3 separate regions of the Hordeum vulgare genome follow, and all the other regions are linked to region 3. The links are chromatin contacts, called in public Hi-C maps. All regions are on one chromosome and are shown on one strand. Each heading gives the region's core, a stretch centred on a gene start, on an enhancer-like site or on the middle of the called end of the contact. The rest is flanking DNA. Distances are from core to core; before and after follow the strand shown.

Region 1 (3,313 bases), core at 148-2,647, 710 kb after region 3:
CACAAAGTAACGTTTAAGATACTTTCCCGAAATGATGCTTAGAGTTGAGAAGCATGTCCGTATATCTATCATAATGCATACCTGGAGAGATGTGATCTCGCTCTGCAGAGTAGCAATCTTCTGTGACTTGTCCCCAATGTCCTTCTCCAGCTTCGCGATGCCATCATCCTTGCTCTTCAGGTCCTGGGATCTGTCTGCGATGTCTGACTCTGTAGGACGAAAACAATTAGACCTCACTTAGATGAGGTCACGAGGGTATCTGGTAGGATCATGGTGTGCAAATTCATCTTGCGCAATTAGTAACCGCCAACTGGCAAGGCTTTTGGTGAGATCAGCAAACTTGGCATGCCAAACTTATGCAGGTTAATTTTGCTCTTGGCGGAAACATGTAGTAATAACCAAATACTCGCTCCGTCCCAATTCCCATGATATAAGTGTGTTTTCGACACTACTCTAGTGTCAAAAAGGCTCTAATATTATGGGGCGGAGGGAGTAGTATATATATTGCCTGTAACATACATAGTTGAGCTCTTTAGTGATACTAGCCTCTTATTCCATGTAAAGTTCGCCAATTTTAAAAGAAAAATTCAGGCCAAGAACTAGAGATTTTTTAATGTGAAAGACTCAAATTTACCTCAGCAACCAAGAAAGCACAAGTGCACGATCACACAGTACATATGTAACCAGCCACTAGAGTCAAATGATCCTTCCAAAACGTATTCGCGGGGGAAAAAAAAAAGTCCTTCCAAAAGGTAGCTTCTATACAGTAGAATAGCATTTCATTTCATACGTAAAGGGAAAAGTACAGGCTTTTGCCAAACCAGAAACCATGCGGATTTTGTCAGGGTTGTTACTCTCAACACCCAATCGTGCATCTCAGCTCCCAATCATGCATCGTACGGCGAACCTAGCTCAGAGCACGAATCCGACCAGCCCCGACCCAATCCCCTCACCCGCCCACATATAGAAATACTGATAGTAGTACGATTCGGACGGTGACCGGGGCGAGGAGGGCAGTGGACTGACCTAAGGCGGAGATCTTCTCCCTGAGCTGCGCCAGCTCCGCCCGGAGCGCGGCCGCCTCGGCGGCCTCCTTGACTCCGCCCGCCGCGATCTCCCCGGCCCCCGCCGGGTCCGCCGCCGCCTGCTCCTCCGCGGCCGCCCCGGCGGCGAACACCAGCGCCGCCGCGAGGAGGAGGAGGAGGAACCGCCTCGAGATCCCCATATCGCCGCCTCCTGTAACCCAAAATCCTTCGTTTCTATCGACCGCGACCGCGACCGCCAGGGATGGAAATGGGGGGAGGGGGGACGAGTTCTGTGTGTGTGTGTGTGTGTGTGTGTGTAGTTGTAGAGAGCAGAGAGGCAGTAGCGACGGGCGGCGTAAGGGGGTTGCACGGCTCCTGCTCGTTCGTGCCCCGCGTGTCGTGTCGTGGCGAAGCGCAGGACGGATCTTTCCTTCCGTGCTTTCATAAAAATAAAAATAAAAAAATCTCTCTTTCCATTTCTTTCCCTCCCTTACGCGGGCAGCACGTGACGTGGCACGTGGAGGCCGCGAGGACGGGATGGATCCACATGCCGTGATGGGTCGCTGACCCGGCGGGCCGTGCCGTGCCTGTCCGGTGGCGGTGGATGTTGGATGCCGTCCGGGACAGGTGGGTGGCTCGTGGGGGCGCCCGTATCGGGCACGCCTCGCACGTAGGCTGAGTTGACAGATTTTATGGTTGATAAGCCATCGTAGACACTTGCATCTATGTCTCTCATACCCTTTTCAAACATTTGGGTGGATAGTTTGATCGGTTATAAAAAAAAAAATTCAGACGAAGCTCTCAAACCGACCTCAAACGTTCAGAATAACTCATACCCTTCATTTTTAGTTCAATATGGGATGTATACGGGGAAGCCTGGGCGCACATGGCACGTCCGTCACGCTGGACTCGATAGCCTGACCATACCTTAAATTGCACCAAATCCCCTAAACCGTTCCTCCTCCTTCCGTCGCACGTCAACATTTCCCGCATCCGATCCCTCGCCTTCCGGCACCCTTGCTTTCCATCCTCACCACATGTCCCGATCTGTTGTCGTGATGTCTTCAACCCCTTCCTCGACCGCCACGACGGAGACACGGTCCACCTTGTCCGTCGGCGGGCCTTCCTCCGCTTCGTCTTGCAAGTCGGAGAACATCGCTCGTAAACTGCGCCATCACCGGCAGCAGCAAAGGGAGTTGGCCGTACAGCTACATGTGGGCGTCGTCGGCGAGATGTCTCCCCCAGCGCGCCAGGCTCCCCTTACCCCATCCATGCAAGTGTCGGCGTGAATTGTGTCGTCCGGCATCAACGAGACCGAGGAGGAAGAGGATGAGACGGCCGACTGGACCCTTTCGGAGAGCTTTCGAGACACGCAGGAGTCGTCGATCCAAGAGTGTGAGTCCGCACAGCTCGTTCGGGAGCGGGTGAGCACAGGCAACCCCATCGCGGGGGCTGCCCACAACATGTTCGACGAAACGTCTCAACAAGACCGGGTACGTTTGCTCGTGTTCGATCAAATGATTAATATTTCGTATAGTTCACTAGTTTGCACAAGATGATTGCAAACCTTGAACTGTAGGAGACATACTTGGCAAATATGATCGATGAGAATGAAGATCTGGTCCATGTGGAATATGAAATGGAGGAGACCGACGCATTTGTGATTGGGGCAACATCTGGTCCCAATCCTACCAAGAAGAAGAAGAAGCACAAGACGTCGAAGGAAAGAGGGCTTGCTTTCTCAAGATACGAGGACATCATGTTAATTCAATCTTGGTTGAACACAACATTGGATCCAATAAGTGGCACCGAGCAAAAGGGGAGCACGTATTGGGAGAAAAATTGGAAGGACTATCATGAACGAAATGAGTATGTGGAGCCGCATCCTATCATGAGTGCCCGTAATGTGGCATCTCTCCAACATCGATGGGGTCATACAAGGAGAAGTGAACAAGTACGTCGGTTACTACTCACAAGTGAACAAACGGTCTCAAAGTGGGATGGGAGTGGTAACTCATGTAAGCTCGATCGCCTCATCTTACTGTCATTTTAATATGTTCATGTGTTTTTCATTCTTGTGCTCATACGCATTTTTTATGCTAGGCGGCGGTGGCGGCCACTTTGTATCACGAGGTCAAGAAGAGACCATTTACTTTTAGTCATTGTTGGCTCTTATTGAATGGCAAGCCAAAGTGACAACAAGTTATGGCCGACCTCAAGGACAAAAAAGAGGAATGATGGCTCAAGCTCCCACCAATCCATTGGGTTGGACGATGATGACGACGATG
Region 2 (3,176 bases), core at 3-2,502, 880 kb before region 3:
CTGCACAAGACATCAACACAAAATAATTACCCAAGGAGGCCAAACAGAGCGTACAAGTTATATCCAAAATGTAACCAAGTAGCTATCTTACGGCCCATTGAGTCATTAGCAAAGTCAACAAGTGAACCAAATGGATATCCAGCACGTCGATGATGCATGCCAGACATGACAGTGCATAGATGAGCAAATCGCGCCTAATGAGCACAGTAAGACAGGAATAAGCATCCAGCCGGCTAGAAAATAGCCCAAAGGCCAGGAGATAATTAACAGAAGCTACCTGTTCCATTAAATTGCGAACAGCCAAAGCCGGTGGAGGTAAACCATGGGCAAAAGTCGCGCTCTGCACACCACCTGATATAGGGGTTCTGAACAAGCCAGCTCTGGATCCACTTGAGTCAGGAGTCGTATTGGTTGATGAGGTCGTGCGTGACTTCTCAGTTGTGACCGGACCAAGAGCTCCATTTTGACTTGGATCAACCTTCGACTGTCAGGCAATTTAGTACAAACCAAAGATATGTGACCTACTAAAGGCAAACTAAAAGAAAATGACCTGATTCACTCCTGAGTTGTTAAAAATAAATACAGGATCACCTTAATTGTGATTCCAACAAGAAGCTAAATAATAAGTATCTTTGTGAACCCATACGCATAGATATGATTCCCAACTAGTTCATCGTTCCGAAGTTCTAGGTTGATTTGGTACTAAAGGAAGTTCACTTTCATGGCATCCACAAAACTTCCCGACCGATTTCAAAGATATCAAGCTTCAAAACCTAGAACATAATGGAACAACCCAGGTCTAGGTAGGCCCAGGGCCTCGCATCTGAAAGAAATCCCTAAACCCAGCATGTTCTACACTGCCACACCACAAACATACCCCAGCAACCACCACCCGACCAAAATCTTCGTCACTTCTTACACCGCATCACGTAAGCGTGCAGGCACTGTTCGTTACCTTGACGACGGGGGTCCCGTTCGGCTTGGCGGCGTCGTCCTTGCCTCCGCCGCCGCCGGCGGAAGCCGCGCGGAGGGGCCCGCAGGGGCGGGCGCGGAGCGCTACGCGGGAGTGAGACTGGTGGGCGGGGAAGGACGGGAGGAGCGCGGACGAGGCGGCGGCGGCGGCGCCCGCGAGAGCCTCCATTAGACGGATGGGAGGAGAGTGAGGGAGCGCCCGCGGAGGAGAGAGAGAGGGAGACAGAAAGGAGGGGCACACGCGCGGCGGTGAGGAGAGAGAAAGCTGCGGGGCCGAAGGAAGGCGGCTGGAGAACGGGGGAGAGGGATTTTTAGGGAGGGGGAGGGAAAGAGAGGGAGACGTGTCGAATCTGGGGGCGTTGGATTGAAGATGGACGACGGATCCGTTCCCCTGAGGGATTCTTCCACTTTCCCTTTGCCTCGGCTAAACTGAATCGTGATGGGTGCAGTAGAAAATCGCACGCTTAGGTCAAAAAGTTGTTTAGCTTACAAAAAGGTGAAAAAGTTGTTCCTTTATTTTTCTGAAAATAAAGAAATATTACATGTGGGTTTGTCAAAATGGCCACAAAGGCTCGTCCTAGAAGTAAAAAGTATCCGGTACTTTAAAGACTTAAAGCATCTCCAACCGTTCGGCCCCGAAAGCTTGAAATAGCGTCGCCTCGAAGTGCGACGGTGGAAAAATCGACACGGGCTTGGGTTCCAGCCGTCCCCCAAGGTCGCCACAGTCGTTTCTTTTAAATCAAACTCGGCTTAAATTCGGCCAAAAACAACACAAATTTAAAGGAAATTCAGCGTTTCCGTTGATATTAGTATAAATTGAACTAAAAACATAATTTGAAACCTTTCTGCCATGGCCTCGGGGGGTTTTTTCAACGCTGAAGGTAAGAGAGATGAGGAGACGAGGGATGATGAGTGTGCGGCGAGCGGCGACGAGGCCCGTCTTTTATAGCGGGGAGAAGGCGGGAGCGATGTGTGCGTGGCGGGAAAGGGCGGGACGCGCGGCGGCTCGCGATCGCTGCGCCGCGAGACCTTGGAGACCCAACTGGCACAAGAACCGAGGCGATGAGGACAACGAAGGCTCTCATCGACGCACAGTCGCTGACTCGACGGGTCCACACAGGAGGAATCTATCGCGCTTTGTTTTCGCTTCAAATTCCTTTCCTTCGGCATGGGTCCACAGGCGTCAATTTCGACCCTAACCAACTAAACTTGGGCTTTGAGGACGTGACTGGGCGATTCTTTTGCGCCGAGCCTGTTAGGGGATGGCTGGAGATGCTCTTATAATACAGTACCGTGCTACCTACTCACAAAAATCAAATTCAAAAGTACAAAAAATCAGAAACAAAATTTGAATGTTCGCAACATATGTGTGGACAATCCATAAAAGAAATCAAGTTTCTCTTTTTATTTTTTTAGGAATTGTAAACACATGTTGTGAACATAAAAAAAACATAGCTTCTGAAAACTGATTTCAATTATTTTTAGGGATTTTTATGCATATGTTGTGAACATCCACAAATTTTCCCAGATACTTTCCCGTCACACAAGATTCTGGCTTTACTTTATGCAGAAAATCTAGATCATTTGCTCTAAGATTTCGCACACAGCGAGCAGGTCCTATGTTCCACAAACACGGAAATAAATTCTGCGCAAAATCTTAAGACAGGAAAACAGCAAATCTGTTTCTATTCCAAATTCGATGATCGGAAAAGCAACATCCTAGCTGTAATTTTGCCAAATTGTTGCCAACAACGACACCAGTTAAGAGTTATAAAATATATTCCCTACATTATTCGCTACAGTGGTTATACACGACGATCCAAAAAGTTATAATATGCAATCAGTTGTCTGCTTCATTGACCTCGGTCTTCAAGTCCACTCTTGCACTGTCGTTGTCCTGCATAACAATGTAAGACTATTCAATAACTAGTCATATGAAGAGTTCAGGAAACAAGTTCGGATGATTTTGACAATCCTGTCGATGGCTAACCTTTATACAGACATAAATATAGTGAACATCAGGTTTTGGGCCAAGAAGGTTGATAATTGATGTACTGTCATCATGTAAAGGCAGTGGCTCGGTCAGATCCCATGTCTTTTTGGAACTTCTCTCCCACCTATCTGCTATGTCGATTGTGTATGTAAAACCGTAAAACAAATAACACTGTTATTTAGAGCTTCAGAAAATATCAAAGAGGTCAAGA
Region 3 (3,092 bases), core at 243-2,742:
ACTTCAAAGGGGTCAACTTTTGGCAGCTGGCTGACTTTCGACCCTAATGTGTAACTCATCAACAGTTTCGGGTCCTCCAGTATAATCTTGCGCAGGCGCTTCTTTCCCACATTGAGATTTGTAACAATGCTGTTTAGCATCTTCAATGGGGCAGAACCAAGCATTGATCCATGAGAAAGAACAAACTTGTTAACATCCTCGTCGCTTACGCCAGCCTCAGCTAAGACCAGCATTCCCCTCCGTAGGTTCCTTGTGAAATCCTCGACTGACACATCTGGGAAGTCCATAAAAAGATCAAACAGCTCCTTTTTTCCACATCCCGCTTTTAGCATCATGAGAACCGCTGCAAATAGCATCTGTCCTGAACCATCCAGTATGAAATCTGGATTTTGCCTGACCAATTTACCAACACCTTCCTTCGTAAATCCCAAGTTAATGAAGAACCGGGGAACTCGAACCATCTTTCTCCAATCATAAGACTTCCTGGCAGATAAGAATTGACTAATCCAGTCCCGCTGGATTCCAATGTCGTCTAGCCACTCGAGGATCTTCAATTCCACATTCAGGTCACGGACCAATACAACAGGAGAAGCAATTACGAGCTTGATTACACTGGTCCTACTGAACCCGAGTTCCTCAAGGGCGTTCAGTTTAGATGCAAGCACACCATGGCCAAAACTGAACACCTCCGTAGCCTCCCGGTATATCCTCCCTATCTTCCTGCGTGCAATGCCGTAATTGCAAAGCTGGCGGAAGTTGTCGAGCAACATCTCGTCGTCGGTGAGAAACATGAGATCCCGAGGCAAGTAGGAACTGCACTCCCTTGGTCCGAGGCCGATGCTCTCCAAGAAGGGCTCAAACTCATTGACAGGGTTGAATTGAAATAACCGCACCAGGGCCTTGCTGACCCTTTCATCCTTCATATCCCTCTTCTTCACCTTGGACCTGAAGACCAGCTCGGTTCCCCCCTCCGGGGGCTCCTTCAGGGCATGCTTCACCTCCTCCAACAGCTTGCTGAGGTAAACAGGCGAGCGCTTGCTTATATGCTCGGCGTCGCTGAAGCACATGCCGCGCGTGACATGGAGGTACTCCATGAACGTCTTCTGCGCGGCGCGGACCTCCCGCCTCCTCTCCATTTGCCTGATCTTCCGATCCACCTCGTCCTCCTCTTCATCCACCAAGGTTCCCCCCTCGCTGTGGATGGGAGTGGCTGAATAGGGCCGCCGCTGAATCCCATGGCCACTTGGAGCAACCCAACCCGATGCCGGGAATGATCCTTGGACATGCCGCCAACTGGCAGCACAGCACGGCGGCACTCTGGAGGGTTTGTCGAGGGCACCAGGAGCCCACCGGAGGCGGACCGCCCCTAAAGCGGCGCGGAGGTGGTTGTTCATGGCGAAAACGAAGCAGCAGGAATCGCGCCGGCTTCAGGACCAATCGGCCGGGCGCTGCTCCACGGCGGCCGCTTACGGCTCCAGACGACGCGGACTCCAGGCGGCCAAGACGACGTCCGACGCCCAGACGAAACAGGGTCGCGCAGTAGCAGCCGGCGTCAGGGCGCAGGTCACGCGCAAACAGCTGGAGGCCGGAGCACGGCGGGACGAGCGGCTGCCATGACGGCGACGGCGACGGCGACGAGGCGGCTGGGAGGACCTGGGGTTTGGGAGCTGCGGGCGATATCTGGGGTGCTGGTGCTTGGTTGATACTAGCCCAGAAAGGTCCAGACTTGCTGATCCGTGTGTTTTTGGGCCGGGCCCATACGAAATGGAGCAGCTGCACAAATGATCCTTTTTTTTGTACTCCGCACAGAAGGAAGGATGCTTCCTCCTGATATGCCTCAGCCCCGTATCTATTCATCACTACATGCACACAGTGTAAGCTACACACACAGCACGGACGAATTACGGCCAGATCATTTAATTTGACCATGCAAAGTTACTTCTAACATGAATGATATTCTTCATCGAATAAGAAATATCAGGACGAGTAAGACTCAAGTATTGCAAAGCACCTACAACACTTTTATAGTTTGTTGCATCATCAGGATCAAGAGCTTCTCACTGTCAACGGTAAGTTTCTCTGAGACTGAGTGGGGAGTACTCACAACTTTGCACTGTTCCAAACCCATTCTTCTGAGTATATCAGTGGTATATTTTTCTTGAGTAAGAAGTATACCATTGGTTACCTGCTTGACTTCAATACCAAGGAAATAGTGAAGATCTCCTAAATCCTTTAGAGCAAATTCTAACCTTAAATCTGTAAGCAAGCTGGTAGTGGCATCTGAACTGGAACTCATAATAATTATAGCATCAACATATACTAACATGAACATAATAATATTCCTTTTATGGTAGATGAACAAAGAAATATCTGCCTTGGATGGTATGAACCCAAGTTGTTGCAATTTTATGCTCAGTCTTGAGTACCATGCTCTCGTGCCTATTTCAAACCATATAAAGCTTTATCTAACTTACAGACATACCCTGGTGTGTTTGTATTCTCATATCCTGGTGGTTGCCGCATGAACACTTCTTCCTCCAGAACACCATGAGGAAACACGTTCTGAACATCTAGCTAACGAAGACTCCATCCTCTCGAAACAACAATTGACAACAAAAGTCTAATAGTAGCTGATTTTACAGCAGGGCTAAAGATATCCTCATAATCAATACCAAATCTTTGTTTAAACCCTTTTGCAACTAATCTAGCTTTGTATTTGTCTATACTGCCATCTAATTTTCTTTTGATCTTATAAATCCATTTACATTCAATCACATTTTTACCTTTTTCTGGTGGTACAAGATGCCAAGTTTTATTCTTCATGAGGGCATGATATTCATCATCCATTGCCCTTTTCCACTCCACATGAACAAGTGCATCACTCAAATTAATGGGTTCACCGGTACTGGTAAGAAATGTGCGTCCCATAGTATCATACCTGATTGTACCATCAGTGTAGACTTTTGGTTTAGAAACACTTGTTTTTTATCGTGTGATGCATGCTAAAACTGCTACTTCTGCTGGTGCCAACGATGGAACTGTTGGTGCTGCTAGTGTAGTCAGTGATGCTATAGCAGTTTCAGATATATCTG

What was found. A called contact is a pair of places that touch in the nucleus more often than the background predicts.
Region 1: a Hi-C map of seedling shows a contact between it and region 3, with 6 times the contacts expected there. The contact joins the promoter of LOC123407386 here to the promoter of LOC123410436 in region 3. A contact is called at or near these places in 2 of 6 Hi-C or Micro-C datasets (leaf and seedling) and 1 of 1 datasets of contacts at active chromatin or transcription factors (embryo).
Region 2: a Hi-C map of seedling shows a contact between it and region 3, with 8 times the contacts expected there. The contact joins the promoter of LOC123413565 here to the promoter of LOC123410436 in region 3. A contact is called at or near these places in 3 of 6 Hi-C or Micro-C datasets (leaf and seedling).

What each region holds. Positions count from the first base shown.
Region 1 is chr7H:188,840,181-188,843,493 of MorexV3_pseudomolecules_assembly, reverse strand. It overlaps LOC123407386, which reads right to left and starts at 1,397. Exons shown (of 15, transcript XM_045100512.1): 1 at 1,027-1,397; 2 at 82-209. The coding sequence starts at 1,225.
Region 2 is chr7H:190,422,454-190,425,629 of MorexV3_pseudomolecules_assembly, reverse strand. LOC123413565 reads right to left here and starts at 1,252. Exons shown (of 9, transcript XM_045106496.1): 1 at 956-1,252; 2 at 278-484; 3 at 92-194. The coding sequence starts at 1,141. It overlaps LOC123413566 (EEF1A lysine methyltransferase 4), which reads right to left. Exons shown (of 9, transcript XM_045106499.1): 8 at 2,963-3,096; 9 at 2,630-2,869. The coding sequence ends at 2,813.
Region 3 is chr7H:189,545,550-189,548,641 of MorexV3_pseudomolecules_assembly, reverse strand. It overlaps LOC123410436 (transcription termination factor MTEF18, mitochondrial-like), which reads right to left and starts at 1,492. Exons shown (of 1, transcript XM_045103380.1): 1 at 1-1,492. The coding sequence starts at 1,394.